3 separate regions of the Mus musculus genome follow, and regions 2 and 3 are each linked to region 1. The links are chromatin contacts, called in public Hi-C maps. All regions are on one chromosome and are shown on one strand. Each heading gives the region's core, a stretch centred on a gene start, on an enhancer-like site or on the middle of the called end of the contact. The rest is flanking DNA. Distances are from core to core; before and after follow the strand shown. Region 1 overlaps Poc1b (POC1 centriolar protein B). Region 2 has its middle 83 kb from the start of Gm34983. Region 3 has its middle 83 kb from the start of Gm34921.

Region 1 (3,099 bases), core at 444-2,943:
AGACACCGAAAAGCACCCAGACAGACACTGCAGAGCACCCAGACAGATACTGCAGAGTACCCAGACAGATACTGCAGAGCACCCAGACAGATACTGCAGAGCACCCAGACAGATACTGCAGAACACCCAGACAGATACTGCAGAGTACCCAGACAGATACTGCAGAGCACCCAGACAGATACTGCAGAGCACCCAGACAGATACTGCAGAACACCCAGACAGATACTGCAGAACACCCAGACAGATACTGCAGAGCACCCAGACAGATACTGCAGAACACCCAGACAGATACTGCAGAGTACCCAGACAGATACTGCAGAGTACCCAGACAGATACTGCAGAGTACCCAGACAGATACTGCAGAGTACCCAGACAGATACTGCAGAGTACCCAGACAGATACTGCAGAGCACCCAGACAGATACTGCAGAGCACCCAGACAGATACTGCAGAGTACCCAGACAGATACTGCAGAGTACCCAGACAGATACTGCAGAGTACCCAGACAGATACTGCAGAGTACCCAGACAGATACTGCAGAGTACCCAGACAGATACTGCAGAGTACCCAGACAGATACTGCAGAGCACCCAGACAGACACCTCAGAGCCACCCAGACAGACACCTCAGAGCACCCAGACAGACACTGCAGAGCCACCCAGACAGACACTGCAGAGCCACCTAAACAGTGCTTGAAAACACACCAACCTGCCCGTTTACTGTAAGCCAACAACATATTTGGTTTTTAGAAATCATATGTGCTAAACTTACAAATCAAATGCAGCCTTATTCGCTGTAGCAAAGTTTAAAAACCTTAAAGAGAACCTGACCTTCTCCAAATGACGCCGTGAGTAAGCCTGGGGACGTAGTACAGGGAGAGGGAAGGAAGGCTGGGTGCCAGCGCCCCGTGACTTACGGGCGCTCCTGCATTATTCTTAAAACTATTTATTTATATTATCTGTGTGGACGTTTACGCTGCATGCAGAAGAAGATGGGTGCCCTGGAACGGGAGTTACAGATAGTTGTTAGTGGTCAATGTGGGTGCTGGGAATTGAACTCGGGTACTTTGGAAGAGAAACCAGTGCTCTTAACATACTCTCCAGCCTGCACGTGCATCTAAAGCTGTCAAAGTTGTACATTTTGGCTGAGGGACATTTGAATTTGCAGACACTGTGTTCTTTCAAATAAGTCCTTCCAAATCTTTGCTTACATAAGCAGTTAGGAACTGAAATAACTCTGAACTAGTTACACAATGTTGTCTAGTAACCAGGATGTACTGTTGCCACAACACCCGTGGAAATATTCTGTCTGCAAGTCTACTCTCCCTGTGTCCGCAGATGTGTCAACACAACATTGCTTTATAGGTAGTATGTACCATATGGTCCATGAAAGTGGGCAACGGCTCTCTTCCCTCAAACAGGCTGATGTAAAAAATCTTTTGCAAAAGAGAAACCAAGCGTGCTCTGCTGAGAAATGTGACTCTAAATGACATTTAGCAGGGCACTCCCCAAAGTCACAGAAAAGGCAGAGAATTTCCTTCCCCTGGTTCCAGAACCTAAGACAAGAAAACTATGATTATTTTTCTGTCCTTGGCTCTTTGTCAAAATGAGGTTGAGGCAGAAGATATTCCCAGCTGCCCTGAGATTATGCAAGGCTACACCTTACTGTCCCCTGGGAGAGGAGATAGGGAATCCCACAGCTGACATCCAATCTGTCAGGAAATCCTCTTGGCTCTGCCTTCAAAATATCTTCAGAAGCCTGCCATCTCTGACCCTCCCTTGCTCCTGCCTGTGTCAAGCCACTACTGCCTGAAGTCCATTAGTTCCTTAGTTTTCTAGGTCCTTGCCCCCAGTGCCACTGCGGCACTTACTCAGGCGGCACCTGCCATGTGACAGGTGTCTTGACCACACTCCTGCAGCCTCTCGCTATTGCCCAGAGTGCTTTTCTGCACTTTTGCAGCGTTTTTGATCCACTATCCTAAAAAGACTCTGTTTTTAACTGAGACTTCCCTGTTTCTCTGAGTGGGATGTAGAATTGAACTTTTCTGGACAGGTTTTAATTTATTGCTTCCTTTTCATTTCTTTAAAGCTGAGAATGGGGAATGACCACGGAGCAGTTCCTCAAGAAATACTTATTGCGGGAGGGACATGGACGCATATGAGAGCGAAGCCTGGCAGGATTCGGCCATATCTGCCACCTGTTGGTAAGGCAATGTAAAGGCCCCAATGTGCCACCTGTGAAGGAAAAAGGCTAAGGCAAGACAATCTCCAAGCCAGCTCAGGGAGGGAGGAACAAGGAGAGACCGTATGCGGGTGGGGGTGGGGAGACAGGATGCAAGGAGGAGGGATCAGAAGTAGATTACTGTGCATTTTATTATCATGGTGCACATTTTCAAAAAATTTTAAAGGAACATACTTGCATTCTTACCTGAAATATTCCAGTTTGAAAACACACAAACAAACTACAATAACAAATCCTACCCATCTCTGCTCAGGCTAACGGCTGATTTCTCTGGGAAAAGTCTTCTATTGCCTTCTCTAGGTGACTGATCATCTCTTTGGGAACACTGCCCCCACCAACATTTCCGTGACAATTCCCCATACAGGACATGAGGGGAACTCTCCAGCTGACATGTGTTCCGTCCACTGCTGTCTTCCTTCCCCTGCCCAGGGTGGGCGCTGTTGGGCCTTCTCACGGGAGCAACTTGCTGTGCTTCTCTGGGCGGCCTGTCTTTATTTTGGCTAATGGTTTAAAGAACTGCACATTCTGGGATTTTTTTCCCCCTATAATGTAACTTGAAAGTCTCAGTTTATTATAAATAACTAATTTGACCTGAATGCTGTCTCTAACTCTAAAGAAAGGCATAGTTATATTTGCACTATGCATTGTGCTCAGGATTGAGATAAGGAATCCAGTGTTTTAGCAATCCACAGAACGACGGTGAGAGTTCTGACTTCAGTTTCTTCATCTACTTTTAGGACAAATAATAAAATGAATACAGTAGGCTAAGTTGTGGGTGGTGGCGCACACCTTTAATCCCAGCACTTATGAGGCAGAGGCAGAGGGATTTCTGAGCTATAGGCCAGCCTGGACTACAGAGA
Region 2 (3,099 bases), core at 245-2,744, 210 kb before region 1:
CAGTGGGAATCAGTTAGAAGAAATCACTGTCCCACCTGCGTATTCAGTATGTACTGTGGTGGGGGTCTACTCTTGGTGGGTACCAATCCAAGAAAGCACAATTAGGAGAGTAAAGAATACTTGCCTCAGGAGAGGAAATCACCGAGATTATTTCCTAAGTAGCATTCTTAACCAAGGAAGAACATAGGGAGATTTTGACTGGGAAGAAAACACACTCACATAGGAAAGCAGAGGTAGGCAAAGTACTTATCACATTCAAGTTAAAGTGTACATTTCTGAGCATGCTCAATTGAAGGTCTTAGTTCAACAAGAGTATGTGTTTTGGGACGAGGGGCAAGAATTGTTCTTGCCACGTTCAGTTCAGTGCTATGAAAACATTTACTTAGGTCAGTTCCAAGAGTATGTCAGAGACTCGGTGACTCCATTTGGCTCTCTGCAAAATTCCCCAGAGTTGTAACTACACAGAGAGGGCAGACTCAACGTAAATGAAGAAATGTGTCTCCAACAGTGCCTGCCTTGCTTAGCTGCTAATGAGTAGAGGAGAGATTATTTCCCCATCAGGGAAATTAGAGGGGTTGGAGAGATGGCTCAGTGGTTAAGGGCACCTACTGCTCATCTTAGAGGACGAAAGTTCAATTCCCAGAACCACATGGCAGCTCGTAGTTCCAAAGAATGGCCTCTTCTGACCTCCTTGGTCAGCAGGCAAGCACATGGTGCGAATATATACTTGCAAGTCAAACACTCATACAACACATAGAATAAAATAAATTATTTTTAAAAAGAGAAGAAACCCAAAGAAGAGAAGGGAATTCGTGGCAGACAGCTCTTGCTCACATTCATTTATCACATTTCACTTTTGTCTTGGTGTTTCCTCTTTGTGCCTCCCAGGATAGGAACTCAGCCTTCTCCTCTTTCATATAATGAATGATCCATGCAGAATTAGGAATGAATAATCTCTGATACCCTGGCTTATCCACTGATATTTGTTGACAGACTCCAGAGGGACAACACTTCTCACCCTGATGCTTAGCAGCTCTAACCTGTGCTCTCACACTATAACAGAGGGGACATGTGCCGTATTTGAACCTTGTTGACAGTTTTGGATGGTGTCCGGGATTAATTCCAAGGCTTTCTTCACACTCGGCAAGCACCCGACCAGTGACCTACATCGTCAGCCCTCTTGGATTTCTTAATGAATTCAAATCGATAGAATAAATCTTGGTTATTCAAAATAGTCCCAGAATTGAGGCCCATGATGTACAAATGCATTAACCTCTTAACCTTAACCTTAACCTCTGTGTCAAACTCACACACCCGTTCAGCTTCTCAGATGATAATCCTCAGGCTGATATTTTACTTAGTTCATGGGGAGTACAGAAAAAGAAATAATAAGAAAAACAGCGCCAGGAGGTTGGAAACAGTCTCTAAACACAATGAATTAACTAAATATAGCAAAAGCGCCTGGGCGTCTCCATGGTTACAGTCAAAAACAGAAACAGGATTGACTGGCTTGGGAAGGCCTTTTCACTACCAGGAACACTCACTGACAACATCGATGACTGTTCAAGCCCCTGGTGCTGGATGGTTGGTTTCACCCAATTTCCAGCTTATTCTAAGTCATACTTGGCCCTACGATAATGACTGCATCGCTGAGATGAATAAATGCCCACCTTGTTCACAGGGGGCGGGGGAAGGAGGCCTTTTATGATTCATTAATAGAATTTCGGCAGTTCAGGATTTAGATCTGAGTTATGACTAAGAGGTATTCTGATACTTCTTTAAGAAGTACTGTCATAGAGACCAAGGATTACAGTCGGGTTCTTGCCAATGAACTAGCAGTGCATTTTTGGCCCTACATGGTATCACATAAAGGTTAGGCATCAAGAGTGCACCAAGCACAAGACTGAGCTTCGGACTCTAAATTTACTTACCAGCCTAGAACTTACCCGGGAATCCATCATTCTGGTCCCTTCAATAAACCAATAAATGTTTCACATGAAGCTTGCATATCTACCCTTATGCTCTGTATCACCAAGAAATATGTCTGTCACATGGCACAGTTTTTTACATATTGAATTGATGATACTCTATTCTCAAGTGTGTGGGGCGGGGAGGCAGTGTTTGCTAGCAAGAGCTTCACATTAATGTTACATATGGTTTGCTCCTATTTCGAAGGGTATGACAATTTGGAAATGTTGGAAATTTTAAATTCAAATCTTACTTATAACTAGGATAGTATACTACTATTTTGCATGTCTACATCAAAATTACTCCTTTTCCATGACAGAGAAAACTTTTAAACTTCATTTTAAAAATCACTTGAAAGACAGGCCAGCATGAAGGTTCAGTATGTAAAGGCATTTGCTGTCATGGTTGGTAACCTGAATTTGATCCCTAGGACTCTAGCTTAAGTATATACATGTGTACACATGCACACACACACACACACACACACACACACACACACACACACACAACCTAAGTGTGATCTCTGGGTTTTTGGCATGTACACACACACAAATATAATTACATTTTTTTTAAATGAACAAAAGTTAGCTCTCATGTGTCCAATCCTGGGTTTATAGGTTGGCTGCAGTCTGATGGAAAGAGACCATCAACTACCCTGAGACTATTTCTGCATTGCTTCTGTAATATGCAGCCTCTTTGTGAACCTGTTTGGCAAAGCTGAATTGTTCTTGCTGCAGCTGCAGATTACCTGCGGTTTCGAGTGAACTACTGTGTGTGCATTGTTTATTTGATCCCCTCTTCCTGTTGAAAAAACAGCTGGAGAACAGACATCCTGCTGCTCAGAGCCTCAGGCCTTGGGATATTAATAGGAGGCCACAGAAAGCATCCACATGACTTCACCTGTGGCATGAACGGCTAAAGGGACGGAACTCATCAGGGGGACCTGATTTAAAACATGAGCTGGCAGTTTGTAGTCCATATGTCTTCAAATCCCAATAACTGCCATTTGCCAAAAAAAAAAAAAAAAAGGCTCCATCACGTAGGATTTGGCCAGGGAAGGAAAACAACCAGTTTCCAATAAGAAGACAGAAAGGCAGGCTTTGATAGCCTAGAGCAGTTATTAGAATGAAA
Region 3 (3,099 bases), core at 243-2,742, 180 kb before region 1:
CATAGGCATTGCACAAGAATGGCTTCTCTGACAGATCTGTGTGTGGTTTCCATGTCAAGTTGCTATTTAAACCCTGGCTCTCCACCTTTCATTGCAGGGCCTGGATCCAAACCCTTTATTAGTTAACCTGATAAAACTCTCAGCATGCAACTAACTTTTCCAGGGACCGAATCACTAAACATTTGCTCAGCCACTGTGCTACTATTTGGCTGTTTTGCCATCTCAAGGGATCTTGGCTTATGGACAATTTAGAGCTATGAGAAAGCTGTCTATTATCACTGGAATGCTGGCCTCATTGTCTTAATCCTGAAACTTCTTCATAACTCTGCAAACTCACAAAACCTATCAAATAAACCACATTTTTAACATAAAGGAATTATTTCTTACCCATTTGCCAGGAGCTAGGTTACAAATAACTCTCACACTACTATAGGATAGATTTAGTGATGCCTCAGAATTTCCAACGCCTTTAAAGAAAACGTAAAGAGGTTTCCAGAATCAGAAAGGTTCAGACGACTCTTTTTGTTTTGTTTTGCTGTTGGTGATGGTGAGGAGGTTGATGCTGCTGCTGCTGATTGTGATGATGTTCCTTAATTATAGATGGTCATTCCTCCACCCAGAAAATTCTCTATTCGTATAATAACAGTGACATTTTGAAAAGAAAGGGAATTTTGTTAGACTACTTTTATGTCTGTAGACTTTGTATTACGAGGTTATGGAAAGTTTTTATGTAAGGTTTATTTCCAAATAATAATAATAATAATAAGTCAATACTTTTCCCTATGTAAGGCATTGAAAATGTTAGCAATGATCTAATAGAAGGTCACCAAATTGCTGGTTTTAAAGAGCTTATATGAGTATGAAAAGAAAGATATATCAAAAAGCCTGCTTCAAGCATCTCATTGTTAGGTGGCTTAGTGCTATTGTATTTTTTATTGTACTTGTTGATTAAAGTAGATTACAAACAGCTGACCTTTCATCCAGTCCTTAGCAAAACACTGAGTGAGATTTTACTACATTGGGGCCTCTAGGTTCACAGGTCACAAACATAGAGAACACAAGTGATCTGACCTTGAAGGATCATAAAATAACAAAAAACAAACAAACAAAAAAAACCCGCTTTGTTTTACAAATGAAGAAATGAATGCCCAGAAAAAGGAAAGAAAATTTGAAACAAGTCTTTCCCGGGAGTCTCTTCCTACACCCTCTATTTCTAGCTGCACAGAAATGGCAAAGGCTGTCCATCCTTGTGTTCTTGGAAGGACTGGAAAGACATTTGAATGATAGACATTCCCAGAGGATGCACGGGTTGTTGGCTTTGAAACGGCATAATTGTTCCTCTTCAGAACGGAATGGCAACTTTTTGTTCATCTGCTGAACTTTAGTTACCACAAAAATAACCTGTTTCCGCATGTCTTTAACTCATGCCGGTTGACAACAGCAGATGACTCATTGAGCAATGAATTTCGGCAGCTTCCGGATTGCCTGGCAGATTTTTATGGTGGCCTTTTTTATAGGGTCAAAGATCAGCCTTGTGTAACCCACTGGGGCCATTACTGGGTTTAAACTCTCTGGCAATTGCACTTGCTACATCATTCATTTAATTGGTTCAAGAAAAATGCCAAGGAGACAAAAGTCAACAACTGCTTTCTCGGTGTGCCTCATCCCACGCAGAAGGAAAAAAAAAAACAATGAGGAGGGTCCGCGAAGGAGGGTACCCAGGTAGATGGGGGAGGGGGCAGAGAGAGCGTTACCAGTAAGACTGCATAGTCCCCAGAACACAAGGAACCTCTCCCTTTCACAGCCACTTGTCAAAGCCTGCCCGTGCACTTAAACAAAAAGCTATAAAATAGGATTATTTGCATCATAATGTTGTAGAAGCCAAATGTGTTGCTTTCCTGGGAAGAGAAAGGCAGGCAGGAAATCACGTGGGCAGGTATTCACGGGCCAAGGAGCCTCCACTTCTCCAGATTCCCGAACACTCCTTTCATGGCACACTGCACGTCATCCGAGACCTGAAACGGGTCTTCCAAAGACCTTTTATGATGGAGACACTAAATTCCTGGTTGTGTTTCACTCCATTCTGGAGCATTCTCGCTAAACATACTGGCGTAACATCTTTTTCTCTTCAGTAAAACAAACAAACAAACAGTTGTCATAGAGGAAGATCCTGCCATCCTCCGTTATGTAAATTAATGCCTGGTCGGAAATACAAATCTTTTTTAGGCTGGGCTTACAAAGGATACCCGTTTCATTTCTTTTTATAATGCTTTAAAGTTGCCCCCCATGATGATTACCTTTTGAATTTTTTCTTCTTGACAACGATTATGGGGTCTGTCAAAGGAAAACAAAAGCAACAAGATAAGATCAATGGTGAAATCAGTCGAGAGAGTTTCAGGTCTCTGAAAAAATTTGTTCTCTTCCCCAACATCAGGCAGAATAAATCCACTGTCCAGTTCTTTACGTAGCTTGATGCAGTCAAAACGATGCAGAGCATCCTGGATGGGTAGGGATGCTCTGTCCAAACACGGGGTCAAAGGAATCCTTCTTAAAGGGTCCTTAGAAGGTCTGTAAGTAAAGTTTCACTTTTCATTTAAAGAAAGCATGAAGTTAAAACTACAGGGTTAAGGCAAATGTCTACCAAATCACAGGCTAAGAATATCTACAGTCACTCTCCTGGTAAAAGAATTTCTTTTACTTTATTTTTTAATTTCGTTTTTATTTTTAGATTTATGTATGTGCTGATTAACAACCTTTCTAACCCTAAAAGATGAAAAAAAAAAAAAAAAAAAGAAGAAGTATTCTCTTCCAGGTAACTACAACATGTATGAAACCAGAAGGGGGTGAACCATATGATCAATTTAAAATGTAAGAACAGGAGGGTGTTAGGTATTTATAGAATTTAAGATGGTCCCAATTAAATGTATTATTGAGTCATTTATTGGGCAGGGGAAGGAAGACAGCTTTGTGAAAAGATTATGTTTCCTTTGGGTTTATATTTTTAAAAATCACAAAAAAATGCAAATTAAACTAGATTATCCAGACTGCTAAACTGAACCTACCATTGTTGGACCCCTGAAGGGAGACCCTCACTCAAGT

What was found. A called contact is a pair of places that touch in the nucleus more often than the background predicts.
Region 2: a Hi-C map of cortical neurons shows a contact between it and region 1, with 4 times the contacts expected there. The contact joins two enhancer-like sites. A contact is called at or near these places in 5 of 484 Hi-C or Micro-C datasets (the N1E-115 cell line, cortical neurons, group 2 innate lymphoid cells and 1 more) and 2 of 9 other capture datasets (adipose tissue and liver).
Region 3: a Hi-C map of liver shows a contact between it and region 1, with 4 times the contacts expected there. The contact joins two enhancer-like sites. A contact is called at or near these places in 4 of 484 Hi-C or Micro-C datasets (cranial neural crest, liver, nephron progenitors and 1 more) and 1 of 9 other capture datasets (adipose tissue).

Annotation. Positions count from the first base shown.
Region 1 is chr10:99,168,130-99,171,228 of GRCm38.p6, reverse strand. All of the region lies in intron 10 of Poc1b (POC1 centriolar protein B), which reads right to left. Among named protein-coding and RNA genes, the nearest start is that of Galnt4, 62 kb to the right of the region's middle. Within about 2 kb of position 1,693, at least 79 of the 459 cell types and tissues checked have an H3K27ac peak or open chromatin away from gene starts, as enhancers often do. A contact at or near this core is called in adipose tissue, cortical neurons and liver, where this site is marked.
Region 2 is chr10:99,375,021-99,378,119 of GRCm38.p6, reverse strand. No RefSeq gene overlaps it. Among named protein-coding and RNA genes, the nearest start is that of Gm34983, 83 kb to the left of the region's middle. Within about 2 kb of position 1,494, at least 25 of the 459 cell types and tissues checked have an H3K27ac peak or open chromatin away from gene starts, as enhancers often do. A contact at or near this core is called in cortical neurons, where this site is marked.
Region 3 is chr10:99,352,459-99,355,557 of GRCm38.p6, reverse strand. No RefSeq gene overlaps it. Among named protein-coding and RNA genes, the nearest start is that of Gm34921, 83 kb to the right of the region's middle. Within about 2 kb of position 1,492, at least 74 of the 459 cell types and tissues checked have an H3K27ac peak or open chromatin away from gene starts, as enhancers often do. A contact at or near this core is called in adipose tissue and liver, where this site is marked.